Regions from separate parts of the Pan troglodytes genome. Here all the other regions are linked to region 3. Evidence: chromatin contacts called from public Hi-C and HiChIP or PLAC-seq data. All regions are on one chromosome and are shown on one strand. Each heading gives the region's core, a stretch centred on a gene start, on an enhancer-like site or on the middle of the called end of the contact. The rest is flanking DNA. Distances are from core to core; before and after follow the strand shown. Region 1 holds the start of STK39 (serine/threonine kinase 39). Region 2 has its middle 100 kb from the start of STK39. Region 3 holds the start of SPC25 (SPC25 component of NDC80 kinetochore complex).

Region 1 (4,380 bases), core at 1,500-3,999, 680 kb after region 3:
AAATGAAAATGTTGTATACTTACTTCACCTAAAGCATTATTTACCCTCCAGGGGACATTTGGCAATGTCTGGAGGCATTGTTGATAGTCACAATGTCAGCAGCAGGGTTGCTACCGGCATCTAGTGCATAGAGGCCAGGGTGCCTTCGTCTGCTCTGGCTGGTATGACAAAATACCTTAGACTGGGTAGCTGACAAACAACGGAAATTCATTTTTACAGTTCTGGAGGCTGAAAGTCCAAGATCAAGGTGCCAGCAAATTAGGTATTTACTGAGGGCTTGCCCTCTACTTCATAGCTAATGCCTCTAGCTGCATCCTCATTAGGTGGAAAGAGTCATCAAGCTCCTTCCGGCCTCATTTATAAGGGCACTAATCTAACTCAGGAGGGCTCTGTCCTCATGACCCAATCTCCTGCTAAAGGCTCTTAATACTATTACACTGCCGATTAAGTGTCAACATATGAATTTTGGGGGGACAGAAACATTCAGACCATACCACAGGAGAACAGACCTCTACAACGAAGAGAACTATCTGACACAAAACAGCGCTGAGATTGAGAAACCCTGAACACATCATGAGGCAGTTGGATACACTTTAAAAACATTTAGACCCTTATTTTTCCTTTCTATTTTTAACATCGCTCACTGAATGTACTCTTTATGCATTGAAATAAACCTTGTTTATATTTTAAAGGCACCCGCCTCCATCCCCATCTTTCAATTTAAATTTAGTAATGGATTTTCCGGGAAAAGTGCATATCAGTTGAATACTTTAAAAAAACATATATTTCTAAGTTTTAAGTACCATTTTACCCAATTGTTTACAGAAACATTAACTCTAATGCTTTTGTATAATTTTAAAATATTATTCATATTCTGTTCTTCATTTATAAAAATGATGCCAAAGAGCAATGCCAGGGGACATTCTTCTTTAAACCGATTTACTGTAGAAATGATGGATGTGCACTGAGTCATCCGCTCAAGCAAGTCTTCATCCTGGTAGCCATTTGGAAAGCGGTTGACTAGAGACCGACATGTAGTCTGTGACTGGGGAACAGTTGTTTTTTGTGGGAGACTAATTGATCTGTGTTTGATTCAATTCTGTGATATTGATCTTGACAGTATCATGTTTTCCTACTAAGTCCCAAGAACATTCCTGGTCTTCATAATCCCACTTCATGGTTTGAAAGCCAAAAATAGAAATTCATATGACAAAATGGAAGTCATATTCATTTGATCATTTTTCTTTTCCTTTAAAAACAGTCCTTAAAAGTTCTTTGGGGTAGGGTGGAGGCAGCATTTGAAGAGGTCAGCAGCCATGGCTTGGTATAAAGAGCTCCCCTGTTCCTCAGAGGCCTAGAATTTGTTTATGAAGGGCTCTGTTTCTTGACAGACATGACAAGACACAGTTTTTGAAGTCCTCCGCATCAAAGAATGTACACTTAGTTCAGCATGAACTTCTGCTTCAAGACCAGAGCGAGGTAGCTGCTTTACTCCAACTTTTGTAATGCTCCAAGAGATTAAGTGCCCTCATCTTCAGTGGACATCAATGTTTTGATTAGACAACTAACTTTCCTAATAAATTTCTGGGCTTCTTCTGAATAATCTTTCAAAAATTTTAGTGAGATTTCTGTACATACACTCGGGAGACAAAATCATGATATCCCTAGAGTTTTTATTACATCCTCATTATTCTTACCTATTTCTTCAGCAGTCCTAGCAATGAGAACCAGACAAGACCATCTTGGCCAAACGACCAATACTATTGGTTTACTGCCCCGTTTCAGTTGGAGACAAGAACGGTGGATCCTGGTCACCTCCACGGAAGGAACACAGAGAACATTCACTGTTAAATATGACACCTATAATTAGGAAAACCTATGGTTTTACCATAGCAGTTTTACAGACGAGGTTATTTTTGGGGTGTTGAAAAAGCAGCAATTAAAAGTTTCCAACACAGTTTATTCATGCCCCAATAAATTATTTCCCCACCAAGTATACGCTCTTAAAGAAACGCCTGATGTCTGGCCTCAGTGTCCTCACGGGCTAATGTGGCAATTATTAAGGGTGTAGAATTTGAGCAAACTTTCTAAACCTCTCCTGCATGTCTTATTCTAATTCCACAGCCCCTTAAATCGCCTCCCTGGGATCCAAGCGGCTTGGAAAAAATGAAGTCTGAACAGCCAGAGACCTAAGGAATCAAGTTTCATTTACTAAGAAAAACTAGAAGGACTGCGATTAGATTAGGCAAGGTGGGAAAGGGATACCGGCAGGTAAAGCGCCGGAAACTTACAACTTGGGTTATTTTCTAACTGGCGTCTTGCAAAGGGACACCGTGTAGGTATCCCGCTCGTCAACTTATAAATGAACTTCAGGTTCTCTTTGGTGGCAGGAGAATTCTGAATGTGAGAACCTGGCGGCCGTTCAACGACCCCGCCCTCGGGGTCCCCAGGGGGCGTCCTCCGGCAAGCCTGATTGTCTGGGGCGAAGGCGCAGGGAGAGCAGGGAGGGAGGAGGAGAACCAGGGCCGGTGGCCCCGAAAGCACACACAAAGCGGCCTGACTCCTTTGGTGGGAACTTCCCCGGCCGCCAGCGGAGCGGGAGCGGGAGGGGGCGGCGGTTCCCCTCGCCGAGGCGGAGAACAGCGCGCGCTAGGCTCTGGGCGCGCGGCGAGCGCAGCGGCCGCCGCCTCCTCCCTTCCCCGCCTCCGCCGGCGCTGCCTCCTCCCTCCGCCCAGCTCGGCCTCCCTTGCTCCCTCCCCTCCTGGCTGGCTTCGGCGGGGACGGCGGCGGCGGCGGCGGCGGCGGCGGCGGGCGGGGAGGGCGTGCGCCGGCCGAGAGGTGTCGGCGGCGAGGCAAAGGAAGTTTCAAGTGGAAGGTCGTCCGTCGGCCGGCGCGTCCTCCTGCTCTCCTCCGCAGCATCATGGCGGAGCCGAGCGGCTCGCCCGTGCACGTCCAGCTTCCCCAGCAGGCGGCCCCGGTGACAGCGGCGGCGGCGGCGGCCCCAGCGGCCGCGACAGCAGCGCCGGCCCCGGCAGCTCCCGCGGCCCCGGCCCCGGCCCCAGCCCCGGCGGCACAGGCTGTCGGCTGGCCCATCTGCAGGGACGCGTACGAGCTGCAGGAGGTTATCGGTCAGTGCGGCGGGCGCGGCGGGGCCGGCACAGGCCGGGCGCCGAGGCCGGGCGGGAGGCGCGGCCGGGGGCGGGAGGGGGCGCGGGATGGTGGGCTAGCCTGCATGCACGCCCTGGAGGCAGAGAGGCCGGCTTCGGGGCCTACCGGCTTCAACAGTTTTGTTTTGTTTTGTTTTGTTTTGAATTTTTAATGTATTTGTTCGTTCTCTGAGCGCTGGTGCTGCAGGAGGCGGCGCGGCGGATGTGACTCGCACTGCAGACGAGCCGCATGCTGCAAACTTTTATCTCCGGGATCGCCGGGGCGGTGGAGCGGAGGACCCGGCGCCGCCGCCGCATCTTCCTCCCCCCGCGTGCCGGGACCGCAGCCCGTGGCCGGTGGCCACGCGGACAGGCAGCCGCAGGTGGGGTGTGGTTGCGGGGGCGCCGCCCTGGGTTTCCAGTGCCCCGGGGGCCGCGTCCTGGGGGACTCTGCGGGCGCAGCCGCTCCTCTGCCTCCCGTCGTGACCCTCTCGTCGTGGGTAACGGGGCCACGTAGAAGCCGCGGAGGCCCCGGTGCTTTCCTGAGGCCGGGGAGGATGCTGGCCTCTCTTCCTGACAGCCGCCACTCCACGCCCGCCTTGCAGCCCGGCTCTCCGCGCCACTCGGCGCGCCCGGGTACCCGCCTCCCTCCGTGCCAGGGTGCGCCGCCTGCCGCCCAGTCCGGCCCCCCGGGGAAAGCGGGTGCCCTGGCCTCCTGCCCTGCACCGGGCCGATGCTTCCCTCTGTTTCAGGCCGAGCTGCAAGAGTGAAATCCGAGGCTGCCGGTGATCTGCTCTCTGCCTTTCGTTGCCTTCTGGCCGGCTCACAAATATCACCTTATCTTACATTTTTAAATACCTGGCAGAGTCGCAGGGCTCGGCGTTACTTTTCCTTGGCACATGAAGGGCCAGGAGATTTGTTTTGTCCCTTCACTTAGAACCTTCCCTATTGGATCATCCAGTTTGAGGGTCTTGTCACTTAGGGAAGCCTCCAGGTTAAGTGGGCCCTCAGCGTCTAACCTTACTGACGCAGGGATGGGATGTTGCCTTCCCAGAATCTTGGTATATAAGTACAGCGATGAAAAAGGAGTTCAGAATATTTATCTTAAGTATTTTTTCTAACTTTCACTTCAAAAAAATTTTCACCTCCTTTTAAAAAAATTAAAACAGATATAAAAATTTCACTAGGTGTTTAAATGAGCCTTTATCACCTGCTATTGTGGAATAAAACAGCA
Region 2 (4,532 bases), core at 1,938-4,437, 580 kb after region 3:
GAGTTTCCAATGTCATTAGTGATTTTTAGCACTTTATAGCACCATCATATTTTTATAACCAAGGCCAGGGAGATGAAAGGGGTATTGACAATATTTGTTGGCATTTGTTGTTGTCTTTGTAACCAGAACTGCCTCTTTTATTCTGTGCTTTTTCTAATTATTTCTGGTTATGATAATGTTTTTCTTTGGCTTCTAGGGGGAAGTATGTAATGATGTTTGTGACAAAAATAAATGTGATCAACTGGTAAAAACAGCCTGATGTTGTGTCTTCAGTGAATGTTCCCACTAGCCAGGCCGAGCTTAAGGTTAGTGATCCCATGGCACACACAACCTTCAGGTAAAGCCAACAGGGAAGAAACGAATTCAAAACAGTGTAAAATAGTATGGAGCCAGCACTTTCTATTCTATAGAGAGAAGTAACCTCAGAAAAAGACTATGGCAAATGACTAGGGCAACCCCTTATGTCTTCACATCGTATTCCATCCTCTATGATGAAAGAGCAAAGTTACTTGAGATTGGAGCATAATTAGAGGATGGAAAGAAATTTAAGTGTTCCCATTCAATGCTGCTTTACATACCTGCATTTAAAGGGTCTCGAGACTTTTGACCTGCTGTAATGATTACTGTTCCAGTCTAATTGGTTGACCACTAACATTTACGACCTACTATACTTACCTGGATAACAGGATCTAAAATAATGGTCCCAAGCCACAGTTTGTCTGTAGGAGCTATTGTGTTACATAATATGTGTGTGCTGAATTAGTTTGGTGATTCATGTATAACTGATTGTGGTTATAATCTAGTAGGAGATTACCAAAGGCATAGGATTTGGGTCATAGAGTGGAATGAAGAGTCACCATATTCTCTTCTCAAAGATAATTTAGAATCAGAGAAGCCAAGTAAGACATCTTTAGAATCAAACAAACCAAGTAAGAGCAAAGAATCTGTACTAGAGACCAACAGCCTCCAAAAGAGACGACCAAAGTTCTCCCTGGCATGTCAGAGACTTGAGAATGAGTGCAATTCATACAAAAGAATTGGCATCCCATGATCCAACCTAAAGACAGGAAGTCAAGTCCTATCTTGTCTACTTACTCTTGTGTGTCCTTGAACAAATTGCTATGGAGACAATAATCTCTGTCTATTTCACACGGCTTTTGTGACAAAGAAAATGTATATGAGAGAGAAACTCTTTACGCTGTAAAGTATTACAGAACTAAAAAGACTACCTGAATGACCAGAATGTGAAGGAAGGGGAAGCAGCATTTTGAGTATTCCTTTTTTCCAACCAATATATTCTGTTGATCCTAATGACAACTCTGGTGCTCTTAGCTTATTCTTGCCCCACAAGCACAAAGAAACAGATTTAAGGGTGTGGGATAGTTCCCTGAGCCCAGCCTTCCTTACAGGAGGTCCTTAATCCCTTAGGTGGGAACATTTTTTCAGAAAAAGACTCTCCTGAACATTTACTGACTTTCCCTATGGCCTATTAAGTCTTAAATACATATACTGTGGGGCAGGTCAAACGTTCCCTTAAATTCTTTCAGCTTCAGAATTATTTAATGTGACAGTCGCCATGATGGCATCATAGAGCCACCCAATACCCACGCTGACTGGACCTCACCATTCCGCAGCTCTCTTTAGCAGCTTCCTTTAATAGCTTAAATCTACCCCTCAGGAACTCCCAACTTCCCTTTAAATGTGATTAAATTTTGTATTTAATTGTTTAATTATTTTTAAACTAATTTCTGCCTCTAGGTGTATGGTCAACTAAACAGTCCAGAAACCATGTAGCTCCACAATAATCAGAAATTCTGGATCCAGTAAAACAAATCTCCTTTAAGACATGGCTGAATGCTGGAAGAAAGTAAAGAAAGTTCCTGGAGTCAAAAATGAAGTGAGAAGGAAAAATTAGAGCAGTGAGTACATGCATGTATGCTAGAGCCACTCAGGGTGGGAGTTGCCTGGCTTGGCCACCTAGAGGCTTGGATTAGAATGCTCAGGCCAGGGCAGAATGTGAGGCCTGGAGATACAAAATGCTGGGTGTTGGAACTGCAACCCCTGCAGAAATCCTGGTCCTCAGAAGGGCTATACTCAGAGTGAGGGAGTGAATCAGGAAATGCACCCATCGGCTCAGGGAGACAATAAAGGTGATTTTCTATCTCAGTGGTCTGGGCTCTAGGGGAAAAGTTTCCCTTGAGAGTTTGTAATCATGGGTCTGTCATTCCATTGGTTCTGAAAACCTCTAAACTGAGAAATAAACATAAACTGAGATGGGGGCAGTAATTCCCCTTGGGCAACTAACAGAAACAAGGGCAAAACCTTCCTGATCTAGAGGATTAGGGTTGTCCAGGCCCCTCGGGATTCCCTCCAGCCGTTCCTGCATTTCAAGATGCATGCTCTTAAGCTCTTATTCTCATACTTTTCAGTTCCAATGACCACAACTCTTTCAACAAATTTTTATAGGAGTTTCCAGAAACTTCATCCTGCTCATTTTTTTCTGTGTTCTAACATGTCATGTTTCATTTAAAATGTATCCTTTTCCTCCAGTTCAGACCTAAAGGTAATACACCGGAAATTGTCTAATGTGTGGTATAAAATAGGACCATGATAAAAAAAAAAAACCAAAGTAATAAAAAATTATATTACTGTAATAACTTATTAACGTCATATCACTATAATAAAACTTTTATTACAATAACAACTACAGTTGAGTATGTCTTATGTGCCAAATACTATGTACTAGACATGCACACTCCTTTTTAATCCTGAGGAAATCCTGGGATAGGTTCTAACACTACCCTCCTTCTACACATGAGGAGAAAGAGGCTTAGTAACTTACCCAGGGTAAAGGAGCTGGGAAGTGGTCACAGAGCTGGCAATGTGTTATCACCAAAGCCAGGATTTAAACCCAGCCCTATCTGCCTTCAATGCCCTTGCTTTAAGCCACTAATCCTCCATCTCTCTTAATACTAGTCCTGGTAGGGCTAGTTCCCTTGTTAGTGACTATCACGCGCTTGAAAGTGTTTGAAGCGACCTAATATTCCTAGGATCCTTACTTCTATAAACATTTAAATCACAGTTATTTTTCCCAAAGATAGATTGTCATGGGAGAGGGGAACAAAGACTAATGAGGAAGGCACAGGCAGGAAGCGGGCAGAGGACCAGAAACAAAAGCAAAGATAGGAGTGGGTGGGGACACGGGAAATTTCTTTTGCTTACTTCACAAGCTTACAGCCGACCTGGCCTGGCAGGTGACAAGGTGCCTCAGGATGACACAGCCAGGGATTCTTCTAGGCCATGAAAATGTTCAGTTGCTTTTGATTTCTTACATTTTTTTGAAGGTAATACTAGATTTCTGAAACGGCTCTCACCGACACGCCTTTGTTTCTCCTGGAGCCACGGCTCCGCAGCAGAGGACATTTGTGTTTGGGAAGCCTGCCCCCTCCTGGATTAGTGAAATCTTACAGGCCGGGTTTGCAAGCTCTCCAAAATTAGATCTAGTGTGTGAAAATGTTTAAACTGTCGTTCAGAGATTTGAGGAAAACAAATAATTTTTTTCATATGATTTCCCTGAGATTTTTGGATTCTTCTCATATAAATCTTTAGGTGGATTTTATGGATTTTGAAATAATACCCACCTAAAAATCCTGAAAAAATGTTTTAAGGACCCAAAGAGATAGTAATAACAGCAATAATGGTAAACATTATATTCAGTGATTTCTATGTGCCAGCACTGTGCAAAGTACCATGTGAACAATGCCAGTTGCAGCACTCACCACCACCCCAAGAGACAGGTTCTCTGCATTATTACCCCCCACCTTACAGAAAGCCTCAAAGCAGCAGTCCCCAACTTTTTTTGGCACGAGGGACCATCTTTGTGGAAGACAATTTTTCCACAGACCAGGCAGGGGGTCGGGGTGGGAGTGGTTTCAGGATGAAACTGTTCCACCTCAGATCATCAGGCATTAGATTCTCATAAGGAGTGTGCAACCTAGATCCCTCGCATGCACAGTTCACAATAGGGTTCACGCTCCTATGAGAATCTAATGTCACTTGCTGATCTGACAGGAGGCAGAGCTCAGGCAGTAATGCTCATTCTCACCAGCCGCTCACCTACTGCTGTACGATCCCATTCCTAACAGGCCACAGACTGGTACAGGTCCGCAACCATGGGGACCCCTGCAAACTGGAGATCTTCTCTACCGCCACCCTCACACACCCAACCACCCGTAGGTTGGGAGCCCCTGAAATTCTTGAACTGTCATGCCATCCTATTGACCACACTTGATTGAATCAGAAATAATCAACCAAGCTGAGTGACTTGAACACTTTCTCCTGGGAATTTGGAAGCAGAATGAAAATAGCCATCAGTCTAGGCTTGTCACTTGAATGGAGGTCATCAAACATCAGGAGCCCACTATGGAAGAGCATCTGCTGCCACGTGCATGGAGAAGCAGAAAAAGATAACCAGAAGAAAGAGAAAAGAACAAAGGGGAAGCACAGAAAAAAGACAACTTCCCTTTTCTTAG
Region 3 (4,434 bases), core at 1,801-4,300:
ATTGGCAATTTCCTGCTTCCTGTAATTCAGGTACAGCTCCTGCTCTCAAATACAAAATAAATGTGAGAACAGAAGAGCTGGAGATAGAAATGGAAATGTTCGCTAAGGGTGACAGAGAACAAGTGCCTATGATTATTATAAAAGATTACCAAAAAAGATAAAACCTTTGTGGTATTTGGTTTCTTTTTCATATCTCAAGTATAGAATCAAAGTAAGAAATGAGCAGAGTTTCAATAACATTTCTTGGAAGGTGAAAATTTAATCATTGAAATATACTTCCTGATAATGTTCATAAAGCATTTTGCCTTCATGGTTTTAGCATGTTACTGCAAAATAGTTTGGCAGGCTGCAGGGAGAGATGTAGCTGAGTGTTGCATTCATTGTTACGTAGGTGATAAGTCACTATGGCAGGTGTTGTCTCTCTTGACACCCAATCCGACACCCTTTTCTTTTGCTTTCCTCTATTACAGAGGCTGGAAAGCAAAATATTTACCTTCCTAGACTCCCTTGCAGCTAGATGAAGGCCAGGTGACATTGTCTTGTCAATGAAATATAGGCACAAGGCCCTATGCAGGCTGTCCCTTTCTGAATAAAGCCTGGGTAAAAGAAAACCTGAGTCTCTTCCCCCTTTCTTCTTTCCTGAATGCACAGCAGCCATGCTGTGATCACTTGGACAAAAGCCACACACCACAGATGGCAGAGCAGGAAGATACTCAGCCTGATTCCTGAACATCCTTTGTGCAGCTACTTCAGCCTGGGTTGCCTGCCTTCACCCATCTTGTTACAGAAGGAAAAGACACCTCTCACTTGTTTAAGCCACTGAAGTAGTTTTTTTGTAATTGTGTTTGTTGTTGTTGTTGTTGCTGTTAACTAAAAATTAATACAATCTTACTCAATAGATCTTTATTAATAAAAATCCTGAAATGTAAGTATAAAGAAAATAACACAATATTGAAGTATTAACGCATTCTTAAATGATCTTCAAATATGATCATTATATCTAGAGACATTCCAAAAATATTCAGTGAAAGAAGGAATCGGTCTTTTTTACCTAGTATCACTGCCATGGAAAGACGATATCACTGGATGGGTGTCCTGGCAGCTCTTTCTTTCCTGGAACATTGCACATGCCCTGCTTTAAATGAAAGAAGCTTTTACTTAGGCACTTAGTGTTTTTTGAATATGCTTTCTCATCCTTTCACGTGATAAAATTGATGTTAGACTGGGAACAATCTAGATCCCTTTGACAGGATATGCCAGAGGTGGGGGAAAAAAGTGGTTCAAGAAAGGATGAATTTGAAAAAGGATGGGTTAGAAGAAATGGGGAGTAAAGTTCCCAGTTAATTTATAGCTGGAAATAGTCACAAACCAATTCTTCAAGTCCACAAGCCAGAGGTATCCCTGGAGTCCACCCAGATCTGTTGCAAGTGAGCCCAGAATCAATGGAGGCCTCCCCCAGGGAAGAGCCTATATTGAACTCAACCTTGCATCTCCAGCAGCTGAAGGCATTTAATACATTCTGGTCTGGTGGGTGGGTGAGTTAAAAGACAAGCATGGACAGAAAGGGCCCTAGTTAAGTCCGTGGAGATTTTAGAAGCTTTTTGGATCTGGATTTCTAATTTTGTTCATCCTCAAAAAGCCTGGCGTCATGTAACTTGGTGTCAGAGTTGTGTTTCATTCAGGAAGCATATTTCAACAGCCATAAAAAATTAAAAAGTAAATTTTATCTTTATATCTTTGAGAAATCCATAATTACTCCACAATAAACTTACTAAAATGCTGTGTCAAAACTCTAGTCACTGTCCTCACTCAGCTCAGTCATGTAAGCTCTCCAACCTCTCCCACAAAGCCAAGTTTCCCTCTCCTTCCTTTCTTCTCATTCAGCCTATTATTATGTGATTTGCTTAGTATCTCTTCCAGCAAGAATTTCTTCTTTAGGATGTTGAGAAAGGGGAACTGGAGTTGGAATTTAATTATAGGATCTCTGTTGCAAGATAGCGTAGCAGGAAGTCTATGGCTATTCTCATGTTAATAATTTTGCCCCATAACATCAGTTAAATTATCTCTCCATGTACTTTTTTATTGCTATAAAATTCAGATTCTAATTAGAATCAAATGTTTTAAAGACTGGTCCAAAATTGTTTAATAAAGTAGCACATTTCAAAACAGAGTGCTTTGTAAGATGTATAGCCTTGTTCATTGCATGAAACTAAAATTAAAACAGTATCAAAACACATTAGCCAGGGTCTTATCACCTTCTTGCTCCACTTCACAAAAAAATTAACAATACATCTGAAAGCCTTCTGTGAAGATAGTGCTTCACAAAGAGCAAACAAAATAGAGGAGCTGGTTGGAGAGCCAAAGCACAATATGTTGGACTGAATGAGACCCTCAGAGTTGCAGAATATCACACCGTGAATGAACCTTCCATTTTAACCCCATACTAAACTCCTCAGTTGAGAACTGGGTAAACTGAGGCCACCAACACTAAATGGCCTTCTGGAGTTTTAGTGGTTGGATGCAGGGCCAGGCTAGAATGTAGTTCTGATGACGCCAGTCCAGGATGCTGGTTGCTAAACTCCACGAAGGCCTTTGTACATCGATCTGCCTTTGAATTTCCTGGCACCTGCCTACCTGCATTCTGACTTCCTCTGGGATCCACATGTGGACCTGTGGCGCAACCTCTTGCTTGGCCGTGGTGAGCAGGGCATCAGCATTCCAAAGCTAAGAGAATAAGGTACACACACACACGCACACACACACACACACACACACACACATCTCCAAAACTCAGACAGGAACATTTATTTTTCTTTTGTTAAGTCAATGCAGTTTTCATCTAGAAATATAGCAAGAGCTCTACCATTTTTTTATTTGAACAATTGCTTAAAAAAAAAAAAGAAAGGAATGATTATGTAGAAATGTTTTTGATGCAGAATTACTGAGCCTGGAGGCAAGGAGGCGGGGCGGGGCGGGGCGGGTGGAAGATAGTGCCCATCTTCTATTAGCAGCAGGATGTATGAGCACAGATGACAATCCGGTCCATGCTGTTCATCAGACAAAGCCTGAATCCTGGAAAAAGCCAACTCTTTGAACAGGAATTAGAGTGTGATCGGCTTAGTTGACGCACAGGGGTAGGTGAGTGCGAGAGTAAAGAAGCTCTTCTTTGTCTTCGGTAGTGCTGGGTTTCTTTTCCAGGCACACAGATGGCCTGCTCCCCCTGCAGCGCACCCAGATCCTCCCAGGGAAGCCGCTTCAGTTTCCACTTGGCCAGCGCCAGAAACGGGCTGCTGTGCTGCCAGCGCCTACGTTCCTCCCCGCGCTTCCCGCGTGCGCCCGGAGTCCCGCTCGGCGGGACCGCAGCTGCTGCCTTCACTCATTACCTGCCCCTGTCCTGGCAGCTCCTTCAGAACATATTGTTCTTTGGGGAAATACCATGGTTTTTGAACTGAGGACAGATTCTCTTCAGAAATCGCATGGCAAAACATTAGAAAAAAAGAAAAACTAAGAAATTAAAAAATTCAGAACAGAAGACAATCGGTTTTATGCTAACTTTTATAACCTTAATCTTTGAAGCTTTTCCCCTCCTTTAGAGCAATTACTTCTATGCTGCCAAAAGAAATGAGAAGTGATTTCATCTGAGTCATTACTGTGCTCTCCCTCAAAGGATAGCAGACAGTAATTAGTACTCCACACCAGACCTGCCTCAAATTTGACATAAACTGCATTGGTCCTTTACAGAGCTGAAAATGAAGCACTTCTAAGTCTTAGAATCTTCTCGTGAATTTCTGTCATTTGGCAGAAATTTCTGGAGTCGTTGCTTCTTATAGATCTTTTCTACTGTTAACTTAAAAAAATAGACTTTTAACAATTGGCAAATTGCACCACATTACCTTCAGAGTGAAATCACCATCTGAAAGCATTCGAAGTAAGGGGAGGGGAAAAGTTAGACCCCCATTTTAGTTTCCTGGCAATACTGAGATCTAGGAATTCATCCTAGAAGCTGTTTGCCATTTCCAAAGTGCCTAGGACAGCCCATCAATGAGGGCAAAATCCTCAGGGGCAACTGGACACGAGTGGTCCTTTTTGGAAGACTTTATAAATAGCCACAGAAGTGCAGGTGTAGGGCGTTGATGTGTGCTAGACCCAGAGAAGCAGGGAGGCTTCGTCAGAAAGCCATCCAGCCATCCAGAATGTGGTCATGGACTGGGTAAAGCTCCCCGCTAGTATTGTGGACCTTAGAGGGTTTCCAGAACATGGTGCAGGGAGGGTGAACCCAGACTCTCTGATTCCAGGCAACAGAGCTGAGAGTCCAGGGACACCAAGGCGGCTATTGCTCACAGGACAGAATGAGAGAGAAGAGAGCTGCAGAGAGAGAATCCAGGTCTGCAGAGGGTCCCTTTGGAAAATGCAGCAATATCTGTTAACTTCTTA

Evidence for each region. A called contact is a pair of places that touch in the nucleus more often than the background predicts. HiChIP or PLAC-seq counts read pairs in DNA pulled down with a chosen protein or histone mark.
Region 1: a contact with region 3 is called in an H3K4me3 HiChIP or PLAC-seq map of stem cell-derived excitatory neurons, with 5 times the contacts expected there. The contact joins the promoter of STK39 here to the promoter of SPC25 in region 3. A contact is called at or near these places in 1 of 7 Hi-C or Micro-C datasets (stem cell-derived neural progenitor cells) and 1 of 1 datasets of contacts at active chromatin or transcription factors (stem cell-derived excitatory neurons).
Region 2: a contact with region 3 is called in a Hi-C map of stem cell-derived neural progenitor cells, with 5 times the contacts expected there. The contact joins the enhancer-like site here to the promoter of SPC25 in region 3. A contact is called at or near these places in 4 of 7 Hi-C or Micro-C datasets (induced pluripotent stem cells, a lymphoblastoid cell line and stem cell-derived neural progenitor cells) and 1 of 1 other capture datasets (stem cell-derived neural stem cells).

What each region holds. Positions count from the first base shown.
Region 1 is chr13:70,260,763-70,265,142 of NHGRI_mPanTro3-v2.0_pri, reverse strand. STK39 (serine/threonine kinase 39) reads left to right here and starts at 2,749. Exons shown (of 18, transcript XM_515880.6): 1 at 2,749-3,128. The coding sequence starts at 2,921.
Region 2 is chr13:70,360,641-70,365,172 of NHGRI_mPanTro3-v2.0_pri, reverse strand. No RefSeq gene overlaps it. Among named protein-coding and RNA genes, the nearest start is that of STK39, 100 kb to the right of the region's middle. Within about 2 kb of position 3,187, at least 10 of the 24 cell types and tissues checked have an H3K27ac peak or open chromatin away from gene starts, as enhancers often do. A contact at or near this core is called in induced pluripotent stem cells and stem cell-derived neural progenitor cells, where this site is marked.
Region 3 is chr13:70,945,291-70,949,724 of NHGRI_mPanTro3-v2.0_pri, reverse strand. SPC25 (SPC25 component of NDC80 kinetochore complex) reads left to right here and starts at 3,050. Exons shown (of 8, transcript XM_016949980.4): 1 at 3,050-3,138.